Linked DNA regions of Solanum lycopersicum: region 1 is linked to region 2. Evidence: chromatin contacts called from public HiChIP or PLAC-seq data. All regions are on one chromosome and are shown on one strand. Each heading gives the region's core, a stretch centred on a gene start, on an enhancer-like site or on the middle of the called end of the contact. The rest is flanking DNA. Distances are from core to core; before and after follow the strand shown. Region 1 holds the start of LOC101259171 (root phototropism protein 2). Region 2 holds the start of LOC101260839 (LRR receptor-like serine/threonine-protein kinase ER2).

Evidence for each region. HiChIP or PLAC-seq counts read pairs in DNA pulled down with a chosen protein or histone mark.
Region 1: an RNA polymerase II HiChIP or PLAC-seq map of leaf shows a contact between it and region 2, with 2.9 times the contacts expected there. The contact joins the promoter of LOC101259171 here to the promoter of LOC101260839 in region 2. A contact is called at or near these places in 1 of 8 Hi-C or Micro-C datasets (leaf mesophyll) and 1 of 1 datasets of contacts at active chromatin or transcription factors (leaf).

The regions. Positions count from the first base shown.
Region 1 is chr7:58,819,923-58,823,492 of SLM_r2.1, reverse strand. LOC101259171 (root phototropism protein 2) reads left to right here and starts at 1,319. Exons shown (of 5, transcript XM_004243605.5): 1 at 1,319-1,583; 2 at 1,658-1,727; 3 at 1,876-2,253; 4 at 2,321-3,046; 5 at 3,141-3,570. The coding sequence starts at 1,522.
Region 2 is chr7:58,635,231-58,639,386 of SLM_r2.1, reverse strand. LOC101260839 (LRR receptor-like serine/threonine-protein kinase ER2) reads left to right here and starts at 1,583. Exons shown (of 1, transcript XM_004243611.5): 1 at 1,583-4,156. The coding sequence starts at 4,041.

The DNA.
Region 1 (3,570 bases), core at 70-2,569, 180 kb before region 2:
AATAGGGATAAAATGGTAAACTCACTAGATCATTAATTATTTTCTTAATAGGTGTGTTAATTCAAAAGTAGACAAGTAAAAAGTGACGAAGTATTAAATAAAACTAAATTAAATGAGAAATTTATGTATTATGCATCTAATTTATGTATCTTTGATTTATCTAGGACGAGAATTTAAATATATACAGATTTAGTTTTATGATATTATAGTCGGTAATATGTATAACATACTAAAATATTTTTAAAGTTTTTAGTCTGCCGAATATCATGTAAAATGTCAATATTAGAGACTTGTCAAATTGGAAAATATTTCTTTAAAAAACAAACTAAAAATGAAGGAGGATATAAGTTTGTAATTTTTTTCGTTGATTCAGAAAGTAGATTCAGAACTATGGCTTTAAAATTTAGATAATTTGAATCTAAAGACGTAAAAAGTGTAACACAAATTCATACAAATAAAATACTATAAATCAAAAAATTTAGTTTTGACTCCTAAATTAGTAACAGTATCATTCTTTTTACGTAAACAAAAGGAATATTTTCAAACAATGATACGATTAAATATTAGAACTTTCGCCTTTTTTTCGTCCAGTCATTTTCACTTCTTAAATATTTTGCATATTCAATCAACTTGCATTCTTAAAGGTGGAAATATATATATATATATATATATATAATTTGTGAAATGAGGGTTGTTAAAGATAAGTGAAATTAGGATCAATTAAATTTTTCTTCTTTTTTTAACTTAGTCGATAAAATAAGAATAAATTTTAAAAATACCATATTAAGAACAAGAATATGACATCAAAATATTAATTAGGTTAAGTGGTGTCAGTCGAAGATTGTTGAATGCTCGCCTCGATTAGGTGCTAAGCAAGGATCGAGGGAACAAGGTGTAGTGAAAACGATATATATAGCCACCGATCATATAGAGCTTCTCTTAACATCACAATGTCACTAATTTGACAATCCCTCGATAATCATATATTTTATAACAATTGTTATTGTCTAATGCATCGACAATCGAGATACTAACCCTACTCCAAAAATAATTAAAATGATTGAAACGTATAAATTTACCTACCAAATTCAATTTTTATCACATACAACATTCAGGAAAATTGTTGCATACATATTCATTAATTTAGTTCTACTATAGGTAATTTAATAATGTTCTCGTTTACTTGATGCCTTTGATCCAAAGACACAAGTCAAGATCAAAGAAAAAAATGTTGTATAGTTGTTGTTAATTGAGGGGTAGAATAGACAATGTCATAAGTTTCGAAAACTACAAAACTATGATAGGTTTTATTAGTAAAGAAGATTAAAGTTACTCTATTTTATCCAAAAATGCGGAGTAGATACAATATAACATTATATATATAATAATAGAAATAAAGGAGATGAAAAAGCCACGTCAAGACAGACAAACTTTTCTCTATGTATCTTATATAATAAGACCCCTACTCTTTATTATATCCACATAAAAGTTTTCCGCTCTATGCACTAAAACCAATCTCACATGGCTACTCCTCTCAAAAATACCAATAGACTCTCTCTTGCAATGGAAAGAACTGGCCAATGGTACTACCACTATCTCTTAATTTTTCCTTCATGTATGTTTTGTTTTGTGTTAACAATTATAGTCCATGTTACAGGGTATTTTCACAAGAAATTCCAACTGATGTTATTGTTGAAGTAGGTGAAGCAAACTTTAATCTTCACAAGGTATGTACACATTCAAGATCTATGATTTTTAGATGCAATTAATACTGAATCTAATGACAATTAACTAATGTTGTTGGCCAGCTAGTACTACTGCACCAAAAATGATTCTAATGACAATTAACTAATGGTGATGTTTCTGTTATGTCAGTTCATGCTAGTAGCAAAGAGCAATTACATAAGGAAACTTATACTTGATACTAAAGAAAGTGATGTAAGTCGTATAAACTTGTCTGATATTCCTGGAGGGCCAGAGATGTTTGAGAAGGCAGCCAAGTTCTGCTATGGAGTTAACTTTGAAATCACAGTACATAACGTTGCTGCTCTTCGTTGTGCTGCTGAATATCTTCAAATGACTGATAAATACTGTGACAACAATCTCGCAAGCAGAACAGAGGATTTTCTAGCTCAAGTTGCCTTGACTAGCCTTTCTGGTGCACTTGTTGTGTTAAAGTCATGTGAAAATCTTCTTCCTCTTGCACATGATCTCAATATCATTCAAAGATGTGTTGACATCGCCGGTGCTAAGGTAGTTAGTTAGTTACATATATTCTATTCGTATATGGATTAGGTGAATACTAATTATGTCCTTGTAGGCGTGTGTGGAGGCGAATTTTCCTAGCAGATCACCACCAAATTGGTGGACGGAAGAGTTAACTATCTTAGATGTAGCTTTTTTCGAGAGAATTATTGTTGCAATGAAAACTCGTGGGGCAAAAGCGTTAACCATAGCAAGTGCCATAATCACATATACAGAGAGATCTCTTCGTGATCTTGTACGTGACCACTCAGGAAACAACACGAGATTAATGGTACCAGAGGATTCGGATATGAGAATGCATCAACGGGAACTTCTAGAGTCGATTGTGACTCTGTTGCCCGCGGAGAGAGCAGCTTTTCCAATCAATTTCTTGTGTTGTCTCCTGCGTACAGCTATTTTCTTAAGAGCAGCCAGTAGCTGCAAGAATGAATTGGAGAAAAGGATATCAGCAATACTAGAACACGTGACAGTCGATGATCTGTTAGTCTTGTCTTTTTCTTACGACGGAGAAAGACTATTCGATCTTGAGAGCGTGAGGAGAATCATTTCCGGATTTATGGAGAAAGAGAAGAGTGTAGCTGTGTTTAAAGGTGGTGATTTTGGAGACGTTTGTACCACCGCTATGCAGAGAGTTGCAAAGACTGTCGATGCTTATCTTGGTGAAATCGCTACATTTGGAGATCTCAGTATATCAAAATTCAATGGAATTGCTATTTTGGTTCCTAAGGGCGCGAGAAAGGCTGATGATGATCTTTATCGAGCTGTTGATATCTACTTGAAGGTGAGATCTTTAAATATATATATATATATATGTATATGAGTATCAACTACAACAAGTTAACAATTATATTGAACATGTTGTGCTAAAATTGCAGGCACATCCACATTTGGATGAAATTGAAAGAGAAAAAGTGTGTAGTGTGATGGATCCTTTGAAACTATCACATGAAGCAAGAGTCCATGCTTCTCAAAACAAACGTTTGCCGGTGCAAATAGTCCTTCATGCTCTCTATTTCGATCAACTAAAGATAAGGAGCGGAGCAGCAGATGATAGTAATAACAACATGCCCGAAGCCATGGCAACAAGGAATCAATTACAAGCTGATGTTTCCCTCGTAAAGGAAAATGAAGTTTTGAGAACGGAGTTGCTAAAGATGAAGATGTACATAGCAGATATACAGAAAACAACAAATTCTAGTCAAGGAACATCAAAAGGGAGTCTGAAGAAGACAACATTCTTCTCTTCTGTCTCCAAAACATTAGGCAAATTCAATCCCTTTAAACATGGATCAAAGGACACTTCTA
Region 2 (4,156 bases), core at 334-2,833:
AACGTTTGCAAAAAAATTGTCAGGCGCCTTTCTCCCAAATATCTCGCTCGCCACTCTCCTCCAATCTCTCGCTAGCTTCCTCACTTTTTATAGAAACACAAGTGTATAATTTTTTTTCTAATTGTATAAAGCAGAGAAAATTATATAAATACATATATTTTTGTTCCCCTCTTCCAGATCTCGCTCGCCACTCTCCCAAATCTCACTCACCACCCTCACCTTTCTTACTTATATTATACAAACAGAAGCGAAATGTATAAATTGTGTTTCTGTTTGTATAAAGCGTGAGAAAATTTTATATACACATGCAAGTACATATATTTTCGTCCTATACACTTATAGTTATACAATAAAAATACTCCCATGCCCAGTATTTTTTGCCTTTCTCTCTTTCTCGTTTTATACAATTTTCAAATTGTATCTAATTTCTCTCTTTCTCGTTTTATACAATTCGATTCAATTGTATATTCCTTGTCAAGTCTCTTTTGTCTTTCTCTCTTTCTCATTTTATACAAATTCAAATTGTATATAATCGTTCTATACACTTATAATAATAATTCGTTTTATACACTTCGTTTTTATACAGTTATCTGCCCAAGTGTCTTTTTCTTTCTTGTTCTATACACTTCATTTTATACAATTTGCTTCAAGTGTATATGTATAGCGAATTATACAGTTTATGTTTGCTATGAAGCACAATTATGCAAACTTTGTTATAACATACAAATATGAATTTTTTATTTGTTATATGTGAAAGTTGTCCATAATACAACCTCTAAAAGATCAATTAACATTATATAGACAACTTATCTCGTTGCTACACTACAAAAATGTCTATTTAGTCAAATTATCTTATTCAAAGAAGGTGAATGTGATGGTGGATGTTATTTGCTTTTTCTATAAATGTGAGAATTTCAACATACTATAATTTGCTTGATAAATAAAGTCTTGAATATTTTGTGCCATTGAAAAGTTTTGAAACTCAATTTAATAATTTGATCAGCCATAAATGTGAATCTTTCAGAGTAAATAATATATTAAAAGAATCGAAACAAAGAAAGAAGCTCATATCTGAAATTCAGAATTTAATTGTATAGAGGAGTTTGAGCTGGTTGCAATTACAAAATAAATTTAGCTCGTTGGTGAAGATGAAAAATTCCAATGTATATATTAAGTAACAGTGTATATGTGTATATAACTATTAATCTTATATCGGTATATTGCATATAAATGCGGCTATTTTAGTCGAAAACTACAAATTTTCTTCAATTATTTTACAATTTTACCAAATGGACAAATCGTAATTTATAAATAAGATATCAGAATATTTTTAGGTGTCGTACTGATAAATCTATCAATTCTTTTGTATAAATAGATGTTTGTGGTTAAGAAATAGTAGTAACTAGTTATTTTTTGATACAATTCTTTTATAGAGTATAAACAATCTTTACACACCGAGCATGAGCTTTTTTCTTTTTCTTTTTGTAAAATTTAAAATAATACTTCAAATTTATGATGAAATTGCATATCCGAACGCATGCTAAAGACTATCAAATAAGCAAATTTAGAGAGGTAACTAAGACATTTGATAGTTTTGGGAGTAGTTGAAAAAAAATCGAAGTTTAGTATAAGAAGTAGCTTTTACTTCTTTCTTCTTTTCTGTTTCTATGTTTGTGAACTTCCAATTATTAGTTTTTGTATTTCAAGTTAATCTTTACTTGATTATTTGTTGGTTTCCCTTCTTTATCTTTTTGCCTTTTAACAATTGACAAGTCAATTTCTCAATATATCAGTGACCACTAGACTTTTAACATTAAATAATTATTTCTTTTACAAATATCACACATTGATTTAGATTTTTGGGAATCTAATTATTTTCTCATTCCTGCGTGTGTGTTTTTTCTATTCAAATACTAAAAAAGAGTCGATCGTATATATATTGCAAAAAGAGAAAAGTATTTAAGTACTTATTAATAAAAAATATATTTTACTAAATTACGATATTTGCCAAAAAAAATAATCTAAAAGCAAATACATGAAAAATTTATCATTCTTAACCATGAGTCCACGGGACCATAACATACGTCTTTAATCCAAGAGCTCGAGAAAATGGAGAGGAGGAGCGAATCCAATCAAAAGTATACTTTTTTTTTAATAATCGTGGTATCTCAATTAAATTTACAACATACCTATCATTTGAACCTCACATCAGCAACAGATACCAGATAATTCTTGTCTACCAAAGCTAGAACAGATGAAAATAATCACCAAATATATGTTTTGAATTTGAGACATTAAAATTCTCAACTACTTCATTGATCACTAGGCCGCACTCAAATATCTTATATCTATCTAGTAGAAGAGCACTTGCGATTGGTTGAGGGACATATTGTATATAGCAGAGTGGGGTGGAAGTGTAACTCTCCTGAGTTGTGTGTTAACTTTTGGCTGCATTGGACAATCTGTGTTTGCCTTAGATATTGGGGTACTATACTATAGTTTTTATATACAAGTGGTCCAACACTCCACATGAGTGACCAACCACTGGTAGTCATGAAATTGACTCACATACTAATTGGTTGGGTTTGGGATCTTAATAACATATCTTCATGACATGACCCTATTCAATTCAAGTGCTCCAACTGTCTACATTATGTTCTTAGCTCTGTCATATGTGGTAACTAATTTTTACTTGTAGCTTTTTCTTTTCCTTGCTCTCATCATTCCATATCTAGAGGTGGAAGAATTACTTTTGTCCAAGGAGGTAGAGGTAAAAGATATATATTTTTCTCCACTCGGTGTTAGAAGTTCACATTGAAGCTCTTACTAAATTAGTATCGCGCACTGCAGAACCCATTCGAGGATAGCGCTTCCAATAGAATTTTTTATCTATACCCACAAATCCGAGACCTCCGTTTAAGGATAAAGGATTGTCACCAGGCATGATAAAGGATTGTCACCCAGGCATGACAACCCATGTTGGTGAGGTAAAGGATATTGTTTATATATAATCACATTTCATTATAATTTGCTTATAAAAATTATTTATTTATTCATTTTGGACTTAGCATTTTCTAAAGAAATAATGATTAATACTGCTTGTATCATATTAATGTTAATTGATGTATATATTCTAAGGTTTTGAGAAATAATTTAGAGGATAAGTACTAAAGTTAGAGGATAAAAAAGGCAAAATAAGTCTTTTTATATGTTAAAAATGACAAGTAAAAGTGGGGGAAAAAATCTAATTATGAAAAAGGGACAAGTAGAAGAGAATGGAATAGTAAAAGAAACATAATTTAAACAAACGATGTTGTTATAGATATAATTGACTTATTCGCATGTGGTACAATTTTATATGCATAATGCATACACATGTCTATTAACGTAGGGTCAGCTGATATTTTGGTTATATACATAAACACTTGACGATTATAAAATTAAATAAGTAGACACAAACTTTTTACATGATAAATCTCACGTTATATCAGACGTAGATTTAACATGATAAATCTCACGTTAAATCTTTTTTAAGTATTTAGGTATGTATACCTAAAATTAGAGAATATAATTATTATGTAGTATGCTCATTTTTATAACAAAAATTCTCTGCCAGGGACTGAAGTCTACTAGGGGATACACTAAACTAGAGCAAAATTGAAAGGATCTCAACTAACCTACTACACCTTTTAGCTGATTTTACTAACGGATTTATACCGTTGGAGAAGTAATATTGATACCTCTTTTCTTTCTCTTTCTAAAATTTAGTGCCCCCACAATTTTCAGTCCTTCTTTCTCTCTCCTCTTTGCCGGAGAAAAGTCGCAACTACTTGATTTATTCAATCTGGGACCTCAGATTTCTTTTTCATTATCTTCATAGCGTGCACATGAGCACAAATAAAAACAGGAATCTGACAGCCCAGAGCTTTTTGTATTTCTTACTTCTTTTTCTTTTTTTCTATTTGACCTGTGTCTCATTTTGCATTTTTCAGATAACACACTAAAAAAAGGAAGAAGAAAACAAGATAGAAAGTAGAGCAATGAGGGTGTTTCTTTTGTTGTTACCTCTTGTCCTTCTTTTGAGTGCAGAAGGTATCAGTGTTGTTGATTTATCTGCTCTGCGTGAAATCAAAAACAGCCTCACCGACATTACTTC